Linked DNA regions of Oryctolagus cuniculus: region 1 is linked to region 2. The links are chromatin contacts, called in public Hi-C maps. All regions are on one chromosome and are shown on one strand. The core of a region is the stretch at or near the end of the contact, and the rest is flanking DNA. Distances in the headings are between cores, read along the strand shown. Region 1 overlaps LOC138845392 (a long non-coding RNA gene). Region 2 overlaps ZCCHC24 (zinc finger CCHC-type containing 24).

Evidence for each region. Hi-C and Micro-C count contacts between places; a contact is called where the count stands out from the background.
Region 1: a Hi-C map of an unstated tissue shows a contact between it and region 2, with 5 times the contacts expected there. The contact joins two enhancer-like sites. A contact is called at or near these places in 3 of 6 Hi-C or Micro-C datasets (ear pinna, psoas muscle and an unstated tissue).

The regions. Positions count from the first base shown.
Region 1 is chr15:70,189,408-70,192,161 of mOryCun1.1, reverse strand. All of the region lies in intron 1 of LOC138845392 (a long non-coding RNA gene), which reads left to right. Among named protein-coding and RNA genes, the nearest start is that of ANXA11, 37 kb to the left of the region's middle. Within about 2 kb of position 1,316, at least 1 of the 8 cell types and tissues checked has an H3K27ac peak or open chromatin away from gene starts, as enhancers often do.
Region 2 is chr15:70,107,001-70,109,719 of mOryCun1.1, reverse strand. All of the region lies in intron 2 of ZCCHC24 (zinc finger CCHC-type containing 24), which reads left to right. Among named protein-coding and RNA genes, the nearest start is that of PPIF, 28 kb to the right of the region's middle. Within about 2 kb of position 1,424, at least 1 of the 8 cell types and tissues checked has an H3K27ac peak or open chromatin away from gene starts, as enhancers often do.

The sequences.
Region 1 (2,754 bases), core at 67-2,566, 83 kb before region 2:
CTGCAGCAGAGCCCTGTTGGGACTCAGATCCCGTTCCCCATCTAACGCTCCTTCATCACACCATGCTGAAAACCTAGCGTGGTGGAGGACCACATGGTGTCAGACTGCAGTCCCAGGAGGCCCCAGGGCCCCAGGCGTGCTCCCCAGTCCTGGAAGCCCACCATGTAAAGGCGAGCTCCTTTGGAGTAAGGGGTAACCCCTACTCGATGTTTGGGGCTTGGTTTATAATCACATGGTAGGGACTCTGTAAGATGATCTTGAGATCCCACACAGCTGGTGGGAGTGCCCATGCAGTCTCTGAAAACCCCCGCCTCGGCTTGGGTCCCTGATTCCCTGGTGGGCACCCGATGAAGTAGCTGCCTTGTGTTCCCAGCACCCACCTGTTTCCCCAGAGTCGCGTCCACCCAGCATGGAAAGGCGAGAGATGACCAATCATGTTCTGCTGCAGTGGCCCACGTCTGCCTCCCCTGGGGCCCAGGAGGTGTTCAGGTCAGGGCACGTTGCTGGGCTGCCCTGCCTGCCCCGGGCAGGGGGACTGCTCAGGGCCTTTCCAGGCCACGTGGTGGGGTGGAGAAAGAGCAGGGGCTCAGACGTCATCCCGGCTGGGTTCAAATCCTGGCTTTGCCATTTCCTGTTTCCGTGAACAAGTCAGGTTTCTCACCCTGTCAGGCTCTTCATTTCCTTAGTTGCCCAAGAGAAAACACAAGACAGTTGAAGATAAAACCAGTCTTTCCACGCAACAGCCCAGCCCTGGGGTGGGAGATAGTGCAGGAACATGGAAGAGAGGTCGGAGAGGGGGCAGTTAGGGACCTGGGGGAGGGGGAAGGCTGCCTTGGAGGGGTGCACCCCACCAGGAGGTCCCCACCCCAGGCCTGGCCTCCCAACACCCCACTGGGTAGAAGGCATCCTGAGGAGTCAGGCAGCCGAGGAGCCCAGGGGTAGCCAGGAGTCAACATCAGAGCTGAGCGAGGTTGTTGGCAGGATGGAAAGCAGCAGGAAGTGTGTCTGGGAGTTGAAAGGCTGGAGAACCCCAGGTGCCTGAGCTCCCCGAGGCTTCACAGAGACCCGGGTTGAGTGACTGGAGCCGCCTGGATTCCGTCCAGACCCCTTGCTAGCCCTGCCCCGCTATCTCTTTGACTCACAGTGGGGAAGACGGGAGGGAAAATGGAGGCAGGGGAGGGGAGGCCACGCAGCTGTTCCTAAACTGGGGACCTTGGAAATTCGAGCCCGGCCACAGGCGGCCAGCAGGCAGGACAGGGCCCCTTGAAAGCTTACTTCTGAGGCTCGGGCCCAGCCTGGCCAGCAGCCCCCGGATTAGCCCAGCAGCCTTCTCTGAGCTCAGCACATCTGCAGCCTGGCGTCCACTTCCCTTTCCCCCAGTCCCTGCGGGGCGGCCCCCTGCGAGGGGGGAGGGGAGGCAGACAGCTGCGACCTGGAGGGGGCTTAGGAGGGGCTCCTGGCAGGCCTGAGACTCAGACTGGGACACAGCAGTGGCCCAGGAGCTCCTGGAACCTCATTCCAGAAATGCCTTCCCCTCCCCCAGGCTTGTGAATCTCCAGGACATGGGGGTGGTGAGTCACAACAGGGAAAGAATAGCTCTTCAGGCCCAGGAGACCCCAGGAAGGCGCTGGCACTCGCTCTACGTGACTCGTGGCTTGTTTCTTTATTCCCTGTTTGTTTATGTATGTAAAAGGCAAAGACGCACACAGAAGGTGACCGTCCACCTGTTGGTTCACTCCCCAAATGCTCATAACAGCCGGGGCTGGCCAGGCTGAAGCCAGCGACCAGGGACTCCACCCGGGTCTCCCATGTGGGTGGCAGGGGCCTAAGCATTTCAACCATCACCTGCCACTTCCCGGGGTGCATGGTAGCAGAAGACTGGATGAGAGCCAAACTCTCGCATTCTGGCACGGGATATGGGTATCTGAAGCCTTAGCTTAGCCACTGCTACAAACACCTGCCCCTATGTGATGCTTATAACTAGTTTTATTATTTTGATCCTACTTGAGAAGACCGGCCCAGAGGAGTTCGGTAATTTACCTGTAGCAATCCGGTAAGTCAGTAGCAGTGCTAGTTCTACATCTTGAGCCTCCGCTTTATCTAGATTCTAAATAAGCAGAACTACGCAGGTGAGCGTGGAAGCCGGGGGCGGGATTGGCCCTGTGCGCCTGCTGCAGGCTCAGAGCACTCAGTGGCTGCATCGCTGAAGACCAGAAAGAGGCAGCAGGCTGGCATTTGCTCCCAGATGACTGTGGTCGGCTCTCGCCCGTCAGTGGGTCTGGAAGAAGAGATCAGGTGAGGCAGCCCGCGCTGTGGTGCAGCAGGTGAAGCCCCCCTCCACTGGAGACGCCCGTATCCCACAGGGGCCACCAGTTCAAGTCCTGGCGACTCTGCTTCTGATCCAGCTTCCTCCTAGTGCACCCTGGGAGGCAACAGATGATGCTTCATGTGTTTGGGGTGGGAGACCCGGATGGAGTTCTAGGCTGCTGACTTCAGCACATGGAAGATGTCTCTCTGTCTTTGAAGTACACGAGAAAACATTTTTTAAAAAGCACTAAGATCAGGGGAGAAATCAATGTACTGCAGACCGAACTGAAAGAACTAGGGACCATCTGCCTTAGAGAAGGGTTGGAGGAGACCGGGCTTTTGCTGGTTCTCTGGGGCCCTCTGCAGCCAGGACAGGTCAGGTGCTGCTGGGACGAACAATCCCTGATCCCTGTGGCTCCCACAACCCAGGTTTGGTTCTGACACACG
Region 2 (2,719 bases), core at 175-2,674:
GCCCCCACCCTGCCCCAGTGTCTACACCTGCAGGGGCAAAGGGGAGGCAAGTGTAGACAGATCCACTCTCCTCACGCAAGTTCTCACCTTCTTGGGAAAGCACAGGGCACCCCCTAGTGGGCAAGAGAGGCCTGCAGGCCAGGAAGTTGGCAGGTAACTATTCTCTTTATCCAAGCCATACCTCCTCTTTATTTGAAAGGCAGCGTTCCAGAGAGAGAGACAGAGATCTTCCATACACTCTACACTTCCCATTTGGCTGCAATGGCCAGGGCTGGGCCAGGCGAAGCCAGGAGTGTAAACTCTATCAGGTCACCCATGTGGTTAGCAGGGGCCCATGTACTTGGGCCATCCTCCACTGCTTTCCCAGGCACATTAGCAGGGAGCTGGACTGGAAGTGGAGCAGCCGGGACTCAAACTGGTGCTCATACGGAATGTCAGTGCCAGAGCGTCAGCCCCCATACCTCCCGTTTAAAAACAGCCATCAATTAGGACAGAACATAGACGTAGAAACAAAATCGACAGCTGCTCCGTCTCCCAGAGGCAACCCCTTAACCCTCCTGGCTGGTTTCTCCCTTTCACAGGTGTTGGCACGGCCATCTTGGGTCACTTGTCCTGCCCCCCCGCCACCCCTGAAATGTTTTCCCAAATGTTTAACACAGATCACCATCACTGTTTTGATGGCTGCATTATCTTTCATCCAGTGGGCATAACATAGGGATTGAGGACATTGCTGCTAACCCCTCGGCTGCTTCTGGGTTGCTGCTGTCCTAAATCATGCTGTGGGGTATGAACGCTTCAAACCCTGCAGGGGTCGGGTCTCTGAGGACAGTCACCCACCCGGAGGGGTGGACGTTTCTGAAGTCTGAGAGTGCTGTGTCCAGTCGTCCTGTGGAAATACAACAGGGAGACATGCCTTTGTAGCCCCCACCCCAGCAGCCCCTCCCAAACCAGCTGCAAGGATTGGAAGGGCACCCACAGTCACCAAGTGCAACCGTCTGGCCAAGGCCAAGGTCCCCTCAGCAGCCTCCCTGATCATCGTTCACCCTGTCTTCCATGCCTCCAGTGACGGGGAGCTCACCACCTCCAAGCCCCCCTGGAGAGAGCTTAGGGACCAGTGGGAAGCAGTGTCCAGATGGAGTCAGCAGCCTGAGCCCCTCTCCCCAAGCAGGCGTCTTGTCTGGACAGCTCCTCCCCTCTGCTCCTCAGCTTGGGTCTCCCTTCCCACCCCCACCCCCACCCCCAGCCGGCCTTCTCCTTCCCAGGCCCCCTTCCTAAGGTGCTTCTAGCCCCTCTGGGGGGGGGTCAGAGGACCTGTCCCTGTCCCAGATTCACTGTGTGTCCCCAGGGGGCCTGTCTGTGCTGCCAGGGGTGGTTCCCGAGCCCCAGGGAGCTGTGCCTGGGCTGCTGGCAGAAGTGGTTCCCAGAGGGGTACGTGGCAGGGGCCAGGGGGAGGCGAGCCTGCTGGGGCCTGGCAGCCTTCCCAGCCCGGGCGGGCGGCGGCCCCCGCGGAGCCCTCGGCAGTTACCGCCTGTTCCATGCTCAAGTTTATGAGAAGACGCTAAGCCTCGCTGGGAGGAGGCAGAGGCGCCTGTGTCCTGGTGGGAATCCCTGCTCTCGTCAGCGCTGCCCTCCCTGAGCCCTCCCAGGGAGTGGCTGCGAGCTGCCCACTGGCCAGTCGCGCCTCCATCCCCTGCCTGTTTGCCCCTGACCCGCAGGGGAGCCCAGCCAGTGCCTGCCCCTGGGCTGGGCTAAGCAGGAGGCCTTAGGAATTCTCTCATAAAATTCCTGCTGGGGCAGGATGGGGGTGTTCGGGGGTGGGGGTGGGCGGTGTCTGTCTTCCCAAGCGCTGGCCACGGCTTCATGAAGCAGACACGCTTGGGGTTGAGAGAGGGAAGGGTGAGCCCAGTGTGCCCTTGAGAAAGAACCTCCTGGACCTCGTCTCTTGTGCCTCACATGTGCAAGCTCTTTGGGAGGTCCTGCCCCTTCCTTGTGCCTCAGTTTCGCCATCTCTTAAATGGGTTGCTGCCATCCCCTAGTGCACAGGGTTCTGGAGAGACTAGAATGGGGACCATGGAGCCGTGGGCACGAAGCCAGCATGGAGACAGATGCCCCTTCTCGTCTTCCCTTGTCTCCTGCCAGCAGCATCTTCAGAGCTTCTGTGGCCTTTTTCCCACCCCAGGTCTTTCCGTGAGAATCTCAGAAAATGAGGCAGCTGATACTGTTCCATCCTTTGTCACCTTCCCAATCCAGGGATAGAGAGCACCCTCCCTGCCCCGCACAGGCCTCCCTCCTATCTCTGGAATCTTCCCTTTACACCATGGGCCTGTTGGTCCCAGCCCGAGTCTCTGTGTCACCCTGGTCTCCTGCACTCCCTCTCCCTGGACAGGCCCTGGGAAGGCTTTGCTGGCTGCTGAGCACTGGCTCTGTGGGAGACCCCAAGCCAGGATCTACACACACACACACACACACACACACACACACACACACACGACTGCATCACGGCCGCCCAGCAGCCGCGGCTGGCAGCCCTGTGACATCATCAAGGTACACAAATGCTGCACGATTTCCCAAGGGCCCCCCAGGTACTCACAGGCAGAGCCAGGATGTGATGCTGGCGTCTGGGAGCTGAGTCACCTCCCACATGGTGGGGTGTCAGAGCCCGGCCCTCCCGGTGTGTGGTGCCTGGCTGGACAGCCACTGTGGAGCTGGCACGTGGAGG